Regions from separate parts of the Mus musculus genome. Here regions 2 and 3 are each linked to region 1. A link is a contact called in public Hi-C and HiChIP or PLAC-seq data. All regions are on one chromosome and are shown on one strand. Each heading gives the region's core, a stretch centred on a gene start, on an enhancer-like site or on the middle of the called end of the contact. The rest is flanking DNA. Distances are from core to core; before and after follow the strand shown.

Evidence for each region. Hi-C and Micro-C count contacts between places; a contact is called where the count stands out from the background. HiChIP or PLAC-seq counts read pairs in DNA pulled down with a chosen protein or histone mark.
Region 2: an H3K27ac HiChIP or PLAC-seq map of the NIH/3T3 cell line shows a contact between it and region 1, with 3 times the contacts expected there. The contact joins two enhancer-like sites. A contact is called at or near these places in 6 of 39 promoter capture datasets (3T3-L1-derived adipocytes, cranial neural crest, embryonic stem cells and 3 more), 1 of 484 Hi-C or Micro-C datasets (the C10 cell line), 2 of 115 datasets of contacts at active chromatin or transcription factors (the NIH/3T3 cell line and embryonic basal ganglia) and 1 of 9 other capture datasets (adipose tissue).
Region 3: a contact with region 1 is called in a Hi-C map of muscle stem cells, with 3 times the contacts expected there. The contact joins two enhancer-like sites. A contact is called at or near these places in 1 of 39 promoter capture datasets (embryonic stem cells), 2 of 15 datasets of contacts at CTCF or cohesin (the NIH/3T3 cell line and large pre-B cells), 18 of 484 Hi-C or Micro-C datasets (B cells, CD4 T cells, the CH12 cell line and 13 more), 5 of 115 datasets of contacts at active chromatin or transcription factors (embryonic stem cells, fibro-adipogenic progenitors, heart atrium and 1 more) and 3 of 9 other capture datasets (adipose tissue, embryonic stem cells and liver).

The regions. Positions count from the first base shown.
Region 1 is chr5:21,584,204-21,588,974 of GRCm38.p6, reverse strand. Fbxl13 (F-box and leucine-rich repeat protein 13) reads left to right here. Exons shown (of 21, transcript NM_001199632.1): 8 at 3,682-3,777. Among named protein-coding and RNA genes, the nearest start is that of Lrrc17, 43 kb to the right of the region's middle. Within about 2 kb of position 2,069, at least 40 of the 459 cell types and tissues checked have an H3K27ac peak or open chromatin away from gene starts, as enhancers often do. A contact at or near this core is called in the NIH/3T3 cell line, bone marrow-derived macrophages, fibro-adipogenic progenitors and 1 more, where this site is marked.
Region 2 is chr5:21,167,197-21,171,967 of GRCm38.p6, reverse strand. No RefSeq gene overlaps it. Among named protein-coding and RNA genes, the nearest start is that of Gsap, 17 kb to the left of the region's middle. Within about 2 kb of position 2,852, at least 51 of the 459 cell types and tissues checked have an H3K27ac peak or open chromatin away from gene starts, as enhancers often do. A contact at or near this core is called in the NIH/3T3 cell line, where this site is marked.
Region 3 is chr5:21,281,287-21,286,057 of GRCm38.p6, reverse strand. It overlaps Gsap (gamma-secretase activating protein), which reads right to left. Exons shown (of 31, transcript NM_175437.3): 26 at 4,456-4,550. Among named protein-coding and RNA genes, the nearest start is that of Fgl2, 89 kb to the left of the region's middle. Within about 2 kb of position 2,232, at least 35 of the 459 cell types and tissues checked have an H3K27ac peak or open chromatin away from gene starts, as enhancers often do. A contact at or near this core is called in bone marrow-derived macrophages, fibro-adipogenic progenitors and muscle stem cells, where this site is marked.

The DNA of each region.
Region 1 (4,771 bases), core at 820-3,319:
TTAGAAAAAAGAAAAAACCACATGTGACTATTGATATTCGTGGGTTCTTATTTCATTTTATAGGTAGTCATAAAATATTGTATTTTATAGACTTTTTTCTTCATGCCTTTTTAAAAAGTGAGTTTTAACACTTTTCCTACGTTTATGTTTAGAAAATATACAATATTTTCCTGCCGTTTTTTTCAATGATTACTCGTTTTTAAAATATGTGCTTCTTTAAAAAAATAATTGTGTTCTTTGAAATTTCTTACATATATGTAATGTGTTCTAGTACTCTCTTTCACATTCTCCTGCCTCCCGTCCCTACTAACCCTGCCCTCGAAATCTCTACCACATGCTTTCCCCAGATTCATGACTTTTGCCTTTGTTTTATGACCCGCTCAGTTTACCCAGAGACATCTGCGTGAACACTAGGTTGGAACCATCCACAGGTGAGGCCACTAGTGGACACACAACTGAAGAGCATGGCTGTCCCTCTCCCTGAGTGTATCAGTAGCAAATACTTCAGCGGTGACTGGAGGCGCCTGAGCTGTTCCGCCCATGCCTAGGTGTTGACAGGCCCGTTTTTTTGTGCAGACCCCGCACAGACATCTGCAGCTGCTGAGAGTCCGTGTCCTGCCCAGATGGAGTTAGTTATCCATCGCCCTTCCGTATCTTGCCGCTCTTGCATTCTTCCTGCCTCTCTTCTGCTGCATCCTCTGAGAGCGTGGTATAAATACACTGATTAGGGATAGGCCCTCCGCCATCACATATTCTCATCGTTTTGAAATCTCTGTGCTCACCAGTGTCCACTAGAAAGTATTCTCTCATTAAGGCCAAGAGTAGCTGTAAAAGTTCCGGCTTTTCTATACCTGCCCTTGTTCCTGAATAATGACATGGACACCTTGATAGTTATTAAAGGCTTCAAGCACTACAGCTGGGCAGATTCTGATCTATTCTAACCCGACTATGTTGCCCAGGCCTACTTCCTGAGCCACGAGGGGTTACATGCAGTCTTCCTCTCACTTTGGCTTCGCTGTCTTCTGGTAGACTCCCTGGTCTCCAAGAACCTCAGCCTGTTTCAAGGCACGGAAGTCCCGCCTTCTCTCCTGTCAGCTATAGGCTGATCAGCTCTTTATTGACCAATCAGAAGACGATGAAGAACAATGTTTTACAAAAAAAACAAAACAAAAACCGAGTCAGGAAATACTTCTTAATAAGGACAATAGCCAATGAAGGAGCTAGAGAAAGTAGCCAAAGAGCTGAAGGGGTCTGCAGCCCCATAGGAGAAACAACCATATGAACTAACCAGTACCCCCAGAGCTCCTTGGGACTAAAGCACCAATCAAAGAAAACACATGGTGGAACTTGTGGCTCTAGCTGTATATGTAGCAGAGGATGGCCTAGTCGGCCATCAATGAGAGGACAAGTCCTGTAAAGGTTCTATGCCTCAGTATAGGGGAATGCCAGGACCAGGAATGGGAGTGGGTGGGTTGGGGAGCACGGGGAGGGGGGAGGGGGTTTTCGGAGGGGAAACTAGGAAAGGGGATAACATTTGAAATGTAAATAAAGAAAATATCTAATTATACATATATGTAAATTAATATTATAGCAAGTCCTGGCTGCATCCAGGTCTCTGGGTGCAGATATTAGCATTTGAATACACAGTGCACAAAAACACCCCCTGCAAGTAGCATTTGTCGATGAGTGTAAATATAAATATTCAGAAGGCAGTTTGAGAAGTGTGGAGTGCTTCCTGAGTTTTTAGATCCTCCTCACTCAAGAACTATACTTCTTTGTATTGCTTAACCCGAAGCCAGCACAACATGCACACTTTTTAGGCAATAACAATGTGAACGAATAGGTATAGTTTTCTTCCTGAGCGAAAACCGAATTTAGAATAGTTTAGTCGTGATTGCTCTCTCCATTCTTAGGTTATTATCATCTAGTGTTTAGTCTCTTTAAAATTTGAGAGTGCAGGTGCTGAAGAGGCCAGCAGAGGGCAGTGGGTCCCCTGGAGTGGATGTTACCCGCAGTTGTAAGCCACCCAAATTGGGTCCTCAGGCTCAGCAAAGCATTCTTAACTGTTGAGCAGTCTCTCCTCTAATGCTTTAGTCACACTACTGTTTTACAAGGTTAGTGTGGGTAGCTATGTACTGGTTAGATTCTTTGCTCATCATGAACTATTTGTATCCTCCACCCCTTTGGGGATTTCAATATTCTTCGGAAAGTGTGTGTGTGTGTGTGCACTTTCTCTCTTACTCCTATTTAATTTTAGATTTTAGTCTTTTTTGACAGTATCTTTCTCAAGAATGCTGTCTTCCTTGTATTGATTACCTTAAACTTAAAACTTAGGAGTTTTATGATCACAGTCTGACCAGTGATGTTTTCATTTCTGTTTACGCTTACTGGATTTTCTCCTCGTGTTGGTTAGCCTTTAGTTTTATTTGGGCTTAATTTGTGGCAGTTCTGTAATGCTTGGCTCCAGTTTGTGTCTCTTTAGAGAAAATGATTTATTTCTGACCAATGTCCCAGGGGTTATTTTCAATTTGGAACCATGTTTCATGCTAATATATCAAATCCAGCTGCAAAGATCATAGATTTCAGGTGGATTCCATAAACAGTTAAAGCAGGCATGGCAGCTGGTCTTTGCTTACCAGTTCTTTGGGGGAGGGTTTATTTTTATTCCAACGGCATTATAATGTGTAGTATGTGCCTCTGTTGGATAAGTGTGGTGACTGTCTCCTGTGTCTGCATAGGCTTACAGAGCTCATTTGTCATGAAACCATCCCTATTGCCTTCCAGACACTTGTACCAGGAGTGCTTGTCAGTCTGGATTTATAAACTTTCTTTACTTAAAAAAAAATTCAAGTTATGTTTAAAATTTGTTTTAGTATTTATTGATGTTTTGTATCAAGAATATTTTTTCCCAATCTGCTACTTATCCAGAGATGGAAACCAGATGGGTTTATTGAGCTTTCCTAAGAATATCATAACTTTAGGAAAATGCAGTTCATCTTAGCAATTATTAAATGAGTTCTGTGTTTTAGCTACTATTTAGAGAAAGATCACTAGCTTTCTTCCAGAATACTTCCTTCATGCAGAAAACAAGCATGCTCATCTTTTTGCTATCTTTCTGTAGCTATCAGTTTGAACTATCACATGATCATATTTTCAAGTGGTTTATATAAAACTTTCTACAGAGTTTGCAGCTCAATAGTAATAAAATATTGTAAAGAACTATGAACAGAGACTACATTATAGAGTTCCACCTAGTACTTTGTTTAATTCACTGTAAGAATATAGTTTATGATGCAGCTTTAAAAAAATTCCCAGATTTATGTTTATAAGAGTCTGAGGAAGCCGGGCAGTGGTGACGCACGCCTTTAATCCCAGCATTTGGGAGGCAGAGGCAGGCAGATTTCTGAGTTCGAGGCCAGCCTGGTCTACAGAGTGAGTTCCAGGACAGCCAGGGCTATACAGAGAAACCCTGTCTCGAAAAAACAAAAAAACAAAAAACAAAAACAAACAAACCAAACCAAAACAAAGAAAACATTCCTCCCTTGAAATGTAACTCTAGCCTTATCTAATATACAGAAGATATTGCTGTTAACACACACACACACACACACACACACAATGGAAGAACTACACCAAAATTCAGGTATCAGTCAAAATGATGTTTTTCTTCTCTGTGTTTAGATTTTCTTGTACCTCACCTTTAAAGACATGATGGCGTGCAGTCGAGTCAACCGCTCCTGGATGGCGATGATTCAGAGAGGCTCCTTGTGGAACTCTGTGAGTAGCCGTGCAGGGCACTGTGGTCTTCTCACGGGCACATGGGGATTGTCTTCCGGAAGGCCCTGTAGTAAGGGGGCCTCCTTCCTGCTCCCCCACCCTTCTCTGTGGCCATCATCAGAAAGGGCTTTTTGTTTGTGTTTTTGGTTTGTTGGCTGTTTGGTTTTGCTGGAGGAAGAGGTAGAAATTTAGAGTAACAGTATCTTAAGAGATGTATCTGAATTTTAAATTTTAAATGGTGGAATATGTGAGTTGGATATTCTTTTTAGACTGAAGCAAAGACCCATTTTGCTGGGTAAGCTACACCTTACCCTTGCCTCGTTATTTGTCAACTTCTTCCTGCTGATGAAGGCAGGTTCTACGTTGAGCTCTTACTATGAGAAAGAAAACTTTTAAAAAGGAAGCATTTGAGCAATAATCCCAGCACTCAAGAGTGAGGCAGGCAAAGCTCTGAGTTCAAGGTCAACCTGGTCTACTTAGTGAGTTCTAGGACAGCCAGGGCTATATAGTGAGACACTGCCTTAACCCTTCCTACTCCTCAAAAAGAAAAAGAAAAAAAACTTTATTATTAGTTTTTTATAATTATTTTATGTGTATGGGTATTTTACCTCCATCTGTGTGCCACCTGCACGCCTGGTACCTGCCATGCTGAAGAGGCATTATATTCTTCGGGAAGGGAGTTTCAGAAGACTGTAAGCCATCTCATGACTGCTAGGAACTGAACCTGGCTCCTCTAGAAGAGCAGCCAGTGCTCTTACCACTGAGCCATCTCTTTAGCCCTGGGGGCGGGGGGAACAGTTAGAGTGTATGATTTGTAATTACCATCTCATAGCTCATAACAGTAAGGTTGGTTCTAAAACAGAGAAGGAGTTTCCTTACGGAACATGGCTGGTGGCATATAGAACCCATGAGAGAGGGTGTTTATATGGATTTTGAGTAGTCAGGGCTGATAGATAAACAGGAAAACTAATAAACAGATACTGACTATTTTTAG
Region 2 (4,771 bases), core at 1,603-4,102, 420 kb after region 1:
CAGGGTCTGGACTGATGGGCTTCCTGTGAGAGCCAGGTCCCTGACAGCTGAAACGGGAACATACATCCTAGGGACCTGCTGTTTAAGTGGAAGACAGATTCCATGTCAAGGAATTGCTCTTTGTCTGAGGAGAAAGGAGCTGGGAGTGAGACACCAAAGCGCTGTGAAGAGCCAAGGTGCAGCTCACCTCAGCATCAAAATCACACTGGTCTCCAGCATCACCTGCTCTTCCCACTCTCCGTCACACAATGAGAGGTCAGAAGGGTCAGGAAAAGTGATCGGGAGCAGGAGGAGAGAAGAGAACCAAAAAGCATGAGAGATCAAATGCTTCCCAGGCCCTCCAGGCCCTTTCCTCTGCTCTTGGGCCCATTTCCAGGGTCTCTCCGTGGGTGTTAGGAAGCCATAGAGAGAAGCTTTGTTTTCATGGCACACTGTATTAATCACAAGTTGGAATGTCTCCCATTTGAGCATTTGGTGTGAAATGAGATGTGAATCTGAGAGAAGACTCATTACTGTCCCCAAATACAAGACCGGAGCTAAACCAATAAGAGGAGCACCCTCCTAGGAGTCCGGGGATCAGGCTCAGCCCACTACCCCTTAAACTCCTAGACGGTCCAGTTCCTCACCTGCAGGATTCTAATTCCCCTTTTGTAGGCATGGAGAAGTTGTTAACACATTGACTGCTGGGCTTTATCGCTCCGTGTCTGAGGTTCCCAGGTGCTGCCAATGCTAGTCTTGGGGACACAGCTCAAAAAGGTCTGTGGGTTCAAGGGGGAGTGGGTGCCACAGCATAAAAGCAAGCATCCTGCCCTGCTCTGGATTTCCCGTTTATACACGTTCACTGGGCTTTCCCCACTGTTCCACACTGCTGATGCTGTTTCAGCAATTTGCAGGAAACAGATGTGTCTTTCCTTCTGGGAAAACAAAGGAAGGTTAATAATAGTAAAAGCGGTATCTTGGAGGAAACTGGTATAGTGTATGTGTCTCTATTTGCCTTGTTATTTATATAAGTGGCAATTACACTATAGGACTTGTGTAATTTGACTTGATTTTCTTCTAAATCTTTTAAGAAATGCTTTTATTAGCATATATTAATTATACATAACGATTGATTTCACCTTGACTGTATTACTTTTCTGTTGTTAGGATAAACACCATGACCAGACGTGACTTGGGGATAAGAGGGTTGATTTTGCTTACACACCTTGATCACAGTCCCTCCCCAAGAGAGGCCAGGGCGGGAGCTCAAACAGGAGCAGAAGCAGGAAGCATGGAGGAAGACTGGTCACTGGCTTGCTCTCCGTGCCTCGCTCAACTTGTTTTCTTATAGAAGCCAGCTTCCCAGGGGTGAGGCCCTCCACAATAGCCTGAGCCCTCCCACATCAATCATTAACAAGAAAATGCCTCCATAGAAGTCCTACAGGGTAATAGGATGGAAGCATTTTGTCATTTGAGGTCCCCTCTTCCCAGATGACACCAGCTTGTGTCAAGTTGACAAAACTAACCAACCAGCACAGTAACATTTGTATACATGCCCACCCCCTGTTACCCTCTCTTGTCCCCTCAGAGACACCACTTCCCCCTCTCTTCCCAATCAATGGCCCACTTCTTCCAATGATTCTCTTCACAGTCGCTACCCTGTTTTGCCTTAACTGTCAGATTGACACAGCCCACAGTCATCTGATAGGAAAACATCACTGGAGGAGTTGCTTAGATCAGACTGGCCTGAAGGCATGTCTTCAGAAGATTATCTTGATTATTAGTAGGTGTAGGAGGGGCCAGCCTGCTGTGGTGGTACCATCCTTAGACAAGTGGTAAGACAGACAGCTGAGCATGAGTCTGAGGGTGAACCAGAATGAAACAACCACTTCTGACCTGAAGAAATATTTGCTGACCTAAGTGATTTTGTTTTTGTTTTTGTTTTTTTTGCCATGAACCAGAAAAATCCTAGCATGTGTATGGTGAAGGGTAGAGCTGCTCACCGAGTAGTCCTTCTTTAGCTCATTCCTTTCCACTATAACCCTCAACACAAATGAGTTCAAAGGAAATGGGCCATTTCAAGCCTTCATTTTTGGCTGAATATCCATCCTGCAAACTCTCTTCTTAGACATATGCACCAAGGTACCAAGTCACAGAGCACAGAGACACTCAACGAAATTGAATATAGCAATAATACAGCAATGCATCTTCATTAATAAACTGATAGAATTAGCCAAGGTTTGCAGGACTATTCCGACAACTATGAGTTTTCTTGTAATTTTACTTCTCTGTGCTCTAGGGACTTTATAGGATCCTGAAATGTGTTTCTGGAACATTCCTCTGAGGCAAATAAGAAGCAGGTGTAATTATGTCTTCTTCACACATGGACAGGCAAACAGAAAGGAACGCACTGAAGCACACGAGGCAAAGGCCAAATGGTTCCAATGTGACCTATGCTCCTACCAGCCCACTTTCCTTTATCTGCACTGTGGGAACCTTGGAAGGCATTGTTCTGTCATTTTCTGAGGACATCTGAAGCAAAGAAATGATAAAGCTAATGCTTATGGGCAGCAGCAGTCCAAGCCTGTGGAGAGAAAATGTGATTTCTACAGATAATGTGATCATGTCTCCTCAAAGCTAAAGTCTCTCCCCCTCTGATGAGCCCAAGCCATACAATTTGATAGAGAAGCAAGCAGAGAATTGACTCTAAACTAATAGATGTGATAATGGCTGCAAAGCTCTGAAAGCACTCGGCATTTCCGGAGGACTATGCAACTGGGAATTTTTCCAAATTGTAATAGTTTTCAGTGGAACAGGCTTACAAAATGTGCTGCCGCTGGCCAGACGCCATATTGCTGACACTATAGAACAAAGCCAGACCCAAAGAAGAAGAAAAGCACAGCCCAAAGCCTGCACTGTTCACCCTCTTTGCTACTGTGCCTTGGTTTTAGACGAGATTTATTCTTCAAGATCTGGGCCCTTAAGGAATTCTTAATTTTAATAACCAGGGCTGGGGAAATGGCTCTGTGGGTAAGTGGTTGCTGAACAAGTGTGAGGAGCAGGGAGAGCCTCAGCACCCGAGTAAATGTTGTGTGGGTGTGGCAGCCCACTTGGCATCTCACTGTGTGAGACACGCAGGATCTCCGGAGCAGTTTGCTACAGAATAGCTGAGATGACTAGTCCTCTGAGTTCAGTGTAAGACTTTGCCTTGTATAAAGTTGTAGAGAGATAGAGATACCTGATTTTGGCCTCCAGCCTGTACACAAACACACATCTATACACATACCCACTATATGCATACACACACACACACACACATATACACCTGTATGCATGAGAGCGTGTACACACACACACACACACACACATATACAGATACATGCACATGCATACCACACACATACAAACACACATTTTAAAATAATTTTAATACCCTCACCTTCAAGCCACAGACCCTAAAACAAGTTCATAGTCAGTCTTGGCCATTTTTTGACCTCCAGCTTCCATAAGTCCCAGTTTGCTCTGTGTGGAGGGCCCACAGCAAAAATCTATCTTCTCTTCCTGCCTCTCTACCACTCTCTCCAAACACCTCCCATGTAAAAACCCTGAGACTGAAGGAAAGAAAAGGTAGCTGGCGTCCTCCAGTAACAAAGGTTCAGGGTCTTCCTTTTCTATACGTTTTGTCCTTTGCCAGGTAGCGTACATATTGAAATGTGGAACTCAGCGGACAACATCCGCACTAGTGGCCTGTCCACCAATAGACTATTTTTCATGAGGTTACAACTTCTTGGCTCTTTATATCAGTAGGTTCTAGAATCCACAAATTTAACCATTTTTAGATTTTAAATAGTTTTAGACTATTTACCAAATATATACAGAGGTCTCCCTAGAAAGCTTAAGGCCTCATAGTAAGACATTGACCCAAAACTAAATAAATAATCCACCCCCAAATCAAAAAAAACAAAAACCCAGATGATTTTTGTTTTGTGGTCTATGCCTATAATCCAAGCACTTGAGAGGAAGAAACAAGTGAAGATCTCTGTGAAGATCAAGATTAGCCTGGTCTACATCCAGTTCCAGGACAGCCAAGGCTCCAATAGTGACACCCTATCACACACACACAGAGGGTGGGGCAAAGACACCAACCAATGTGTCCTAGTTCTGTCAGAATTCCCTATAGAACATAAAACATCAGCGCATCAGGTACACTGCATTTGCATCATATCAAGTCTTATGAGTCCATTATGAACAAATGTTTGCAGATTTCACAAAAGAAAGGAGCATCATCAGAGTCGATGTCTGCGGGGTTCTGGAAAATGTGGAGGTAGAGATGGAAACAACACTAGAGCAAACTTCTATCACCCCAAAGTTTGGCTCTACCCAAGTTTATGTCAGTATGTGTCTCAGGTCTTCATCTTCACTGCACACACTGGCAAATAAATCATGTAAACAAACAAACAAACAAACAAACAAACAAACCAGGGAAATAAGACCCTTCACAATACCCTCAAACAGTATGAAATAGCTTAGGGTAACTCTAACCAAGCAAGTAAAAGACTTGTATGATAAAAACTTCAAGTCTTTGAAGAAAATTAAAGAAGATATCAGAAGATAGAAAGACTTCCCTTGCTAATGGATCAATAGGATTAACATAGTAAAAATGACCAGCTTACCAAAAGCAATGTACAGATTCAATGCAATCCCCATCACAATTTCAACACAATTCTTTACAAATATTAAAATGACAATTCTCATGGGAAAACAAAAAACTTAGGATAGCTAAGACAATCCT
Region 3 (4,771 bases), core at 983-3,482, 300 kb after region 1:
GAACAGGGACAGGAACCCAAACAGGGCAGGAACCTAGAGTCAGGAGCTGATGCAGAGGCTATGGAGGGTGCTGCTTACTGGCTTGATCCTCATTTGTTGCTCAACTTGCTTTTTTATAGAACCCAAGACCACCAGCCCAGGGATGGCACCACCCAAAATAGGCTGGACCCACACACACATGTATCACTAACTTTAAAAAAATGCCACATTCTAAGGAGGAATGAAGTATCCTCACTTGTTCTTCCTTCTTCTTGAGTTTCATGTGTTTTGCAAATTGTATCTTGGGTATTCTAAGTTTCTAGGCTAATACCCACTTATCAGTGAGTGCATATCATGTGAGTTCTTTTTGTGATTGGGTTACCTCACTCAGGATGATGTCCTCCAGATCCATTCATTTGCCTAAGAATTTCATAAATTCATTGTTTTTAATAGCTGAGTAGTACTCCATTGTGTAAATGTACCACATATTTTCTGTATCCATTCCTCTATTGAGGGACATCTGGGTTCTTTCCAGCTTCTGGCTATTATAAATAAGGCTGCTATGAACATAGTAGAGCATGGGTCCTTATTACCGGTTGGAACATCTTCTGGATATATGCCCAGGAGAGGTATTGCGGGATCCTCCAGTAGTACTATGTCCAATTTTCTGAGGAACCACCAGACTGATTTCTAGAGTGGTTGTACAAGCTAGCAATCCCACCAACAATGGAGGAGTGTTCCTGTTTCTCCACATCCTCGCCAGCATCTGCTGTCACCTGAATTTTTGATCTTAGCCATTCTGACTGGTGTGAGGTGGAATGTCAGGGTTGTTTTGATTTGCATTTCCCTGATGATTAAGGATGTTGAACATTTTTTCAGGTGCTTCTCAGCCATTCGGTATTCCTTAGTTGAGAATTCTTTGTTTAGCTCTGTGCCCCAGTTTTTTCATGGGTTTATTTGATTTTCTGGAGTCTATCTTCTTGAGTTCTTTGTATATATTGGATATTAGTCCCATATCTGATTTAGGATTGGTAAAGATCCTTTTCCAATCTGTTGGTGGCCTTTTTGTCTTATTGACGGTGTCTTTTGCCTTACAGAAGCTTTGCAATTTTATGAGGTCCCATTTGTCAATTCTTGATCTTATAGCACAAGCCATTGCTATTCTGTTCAGGAATTTTCCCCCTGTGCTCATATCTTCAAGGATTTCCTCACTTTCTCCTCTATAAGTTTCAGTGTCTCTGGTTTTATGTGGAATTCCTTGATCCACTTAGACTTGAGATTTGTACAGGGAGATAAGAATGGATCAATTCTCATTCTTCTGCATGATAACCGCCAGGTAAGCCAGCACCATTTGTTGAAAATGCTGTCCTTTTTCCATTGGATGGTAGAGACAAAGTTTGGAGCTGAGATGGAAGGAAGGACCATCCAGAGACTGCCCCACCCATATGGGGATCCAACCATAATCAGCCACCAAACGCAGACACTATTGCATATGTCAGCAAAATTTTGCTGACACAACCCTGATATAGCTGTCTCTTGTGAGGCTATGCCAGTGCCTGGCAAATACAGAAGTGGATGCTCACAGTCAGCTATTGGATGGAACACAGGGCCCCCAATGGAGGAGCTAGAGAATGTACCCAAGGACCTGAAGGGGTCTGTAACCCTATAGAAGGAACAGCAATATGAACTAACCAGTACCCCCAGAGCTCGTGTCTCTAGCTGCATATGTAGCAGAAGATGGCCTAGTCGGCCATCATTGGGAGGAGAGGCCCTTGGTCTTGCAAAGATTATATTCCCCAGTACAGGCGAACACCAGGGCCAGGAAGCGGGAGTGGGTGGGTTGGGGAGCAGAGTGAGGGGAGGGTATAGGGGACTTTCAGGATAGCATTTGAAATGTAAATGAAGAAAATATCTAATAAAAAATTGTTTAAAAAAATACCCTACATGCTTGCCCATGCCCTAGTCTAAGGGAAGCAATTTTTTAGCTGAGGTTCCCTCCTCTCAGATGACTCCAGCTTATGTCAAGTTGACATAAAACCAGCCAGGACAGGAAAAGTCTCATGATAACATGTACATGCTCAACAACTGACTGGATGCAGGAATGACAGAGAATCACAGCCTGTCCTCAGGATGTACACGGTCAAACAAATTATGCTCAGTGAACTGTAGTTTGAGTTCTGAGAAGTCACGGCACTTTCTCTCTGAATATATGAGTCATGAGCACTGGGTCACTCATAATTCCTGGCAACACCAAGGATCACATGACGTGCAGATGTTGTCCTCAAGTTGATGTAAATGGCTAAAAACAGATTGAGTTCACTGGGTTCCCCAATTCAAAACAAATTATAGTATTACTACCTAATCAACACAGTTTCACATGGACTTGGAAATTCTTTCCCAGACTAATAAAGTCAAAACTTATTCCTGAAAAAGCATTTATACTAGATCACGAGTCGTATTCCCAGGTTCAAAATTCCTTCTCCAGTGTCGGGTACCTGGTGACACCCCAACAATCCTTCATGTGTGCGTCATTGGCACAGTATCAAGGGCAGTAGCCTATTTACAGCCTCATCTCTGTGTGTCAGCTCTGAGCAGAGTGGGTGGCTATAACTAGCCATCGGTTTCATCGCACTAATCGTCGTCCTCAGAGATATCGCCCTTGCTGAAGCCAGGGAGAGAGAGATGACAGCAAACAAGCAAGCAAACAAAACCAAACAAACATAAAAACAATCATACAAACAAACAAACGACTCTGCTCGCCACTTCCTCACTCCCTTTTTTTACTTACATGTCTGACTTATGAAACTCAATTTTTGCTAGTCCCATAGATCTGAAAAGCAATCTCCCTTATAAATGCTTAGTATGAACCCCTTGTAAACACACACACACACACACACACACACACACACACACACACCAGTGGTGCCACTTTGCCCTCTCTTCTCTTGTCACATGAACAATTATAAGCATTTGATAGAAAAGGAAAAGCCTGGTATGGTACGGAAACACCCTCGTGTAATGCCAGAACTTGGATAATCAGAAGTTCAAGGCCAGTGTTGGCTACGAAAGTTTGATGCCATCCTGAGCTACCTGAGCTACCTGTGCTACTTGAGCCTACACAGGGCAGGGGACTGGGGTGCAGGGGACTGAGGGTGAAGGAAAGCAAGAAAGGTAGCCGAGTTTAAAAGTAGTTACAGAATAAAGGAGCGAATGCATATAAAGCAGAAAACTGATGAGAGGTTGCAAATCCAGGCCATAAAAATAATAAAACAAGTCAACAGCAAGACAACATCTTATTAAACCTGCGGACACAGAGCTCTAGTCCCTGAAAATATGACTAATTTAGAGTTACACGGAAAGACAGAGTCAACATCACTAATCAGCAAAATGCAAATCAAAACTATGGTGAAATGTTACCTTCCACCTCTCAGGGTACAAAAGCAGAGGTAAGTGTTGGAGAGAATGTGGAGAAACGGAAGCCCTTGTGCACTGTGGATGGTCAGTTGCCTGTCAGTGAAATGGTCCCACCACTGTGGGGGACAGCACAGGCCACCTCACAGAAGCCAAACATAGGATCAGCAAGACAACCCCATAATCATTCTACACATCCAAAAGAATGAGAGTCAAGATAGTAAAGGGACTTGTACACTAATGCTCATTAGACTATAATTCATCATAGCTAAGATATAGAAACACCCATTGATAAACAGGTAAATAAAATGAAAATACACAAACAGTGTAATGTTACTCTGCTTTAAAACGGTATCTTGTCATGCAGGACAAATGAGTGGACCTAGAGGTATTATGATGGTTAAAATAAGTGACCCTTATAGCTCAGGGATTAGAGCACTGGTCTTGTAAAAATAAACCAGTAGTCATGGAAGAGGCAAGTGGTCTAAAATGGTCAGACTCATAGAAACAATAGAAATGTGGGGGCCAAGGACCAAGAAGATGGGAAGGGGCAGCTGCTGAACATGGGCTATAAGGAGAGGCCATTCGGAAGATGAGAGCTTGCCTATAGGTAATACTGTATTGACATTAAAGTGTTAAAAGGGTTGATCTCATGTTATAGATTCTTCCTATTACAATAAAAAAACAAACAAACAAAACAAAACCATAGTGCCAAGTCTATCATCGTATGCCACTCCCACTGGTGTTTGTAACTGTTTTCATTTCTTGTACGTTACCTGGCATGAAATGGTTACTCCACACACTCATGGACTGATCTAACAAGTGACCGCTTATATGAGTAGCTGAGCACACGTGGTAAGGGTGCTGTGAACTGGCTGGAACCTCTTCCTGGAGCTGGCAACAGGAGTTTAGTAGTCAGGGGAGGCCTGGCCAATAGTGGCCAACCTCAAGACCAACCCGCTGCTGACACACGGGTGCCATCCTGAAGTTCAGAGCTACTGTCTGTGCAGAGGCCATGTGAAAAACAAACTTATTACAGCAAATGACAAGAGACCCTAGACTCACCAGGAGGCAGAGGCAAACACAAACTGCTAGCAGCATCCAAAATCCTGGTCATGAGATGAAAGACTTCAAAATCTGCAGCACTGCAATGGCTATTGCTGAGTTAAAAACAACAAAGTAGTATGTTAGCCAAACACCCTGTTGGTCCTGAGTAGTGGCTCTAAGTACCACATATAGAGATCCCTGTGAAGTGCTATATCCTGGGGAAAGACTCACAAATGAGAGACCAGCCAACAGCCAAAAGCATAGAATCTCACACCATACTCAGTAGTCTTATAAGTTATAAATAATATTCATTGAAATTTCTGTCCTTGGAAAT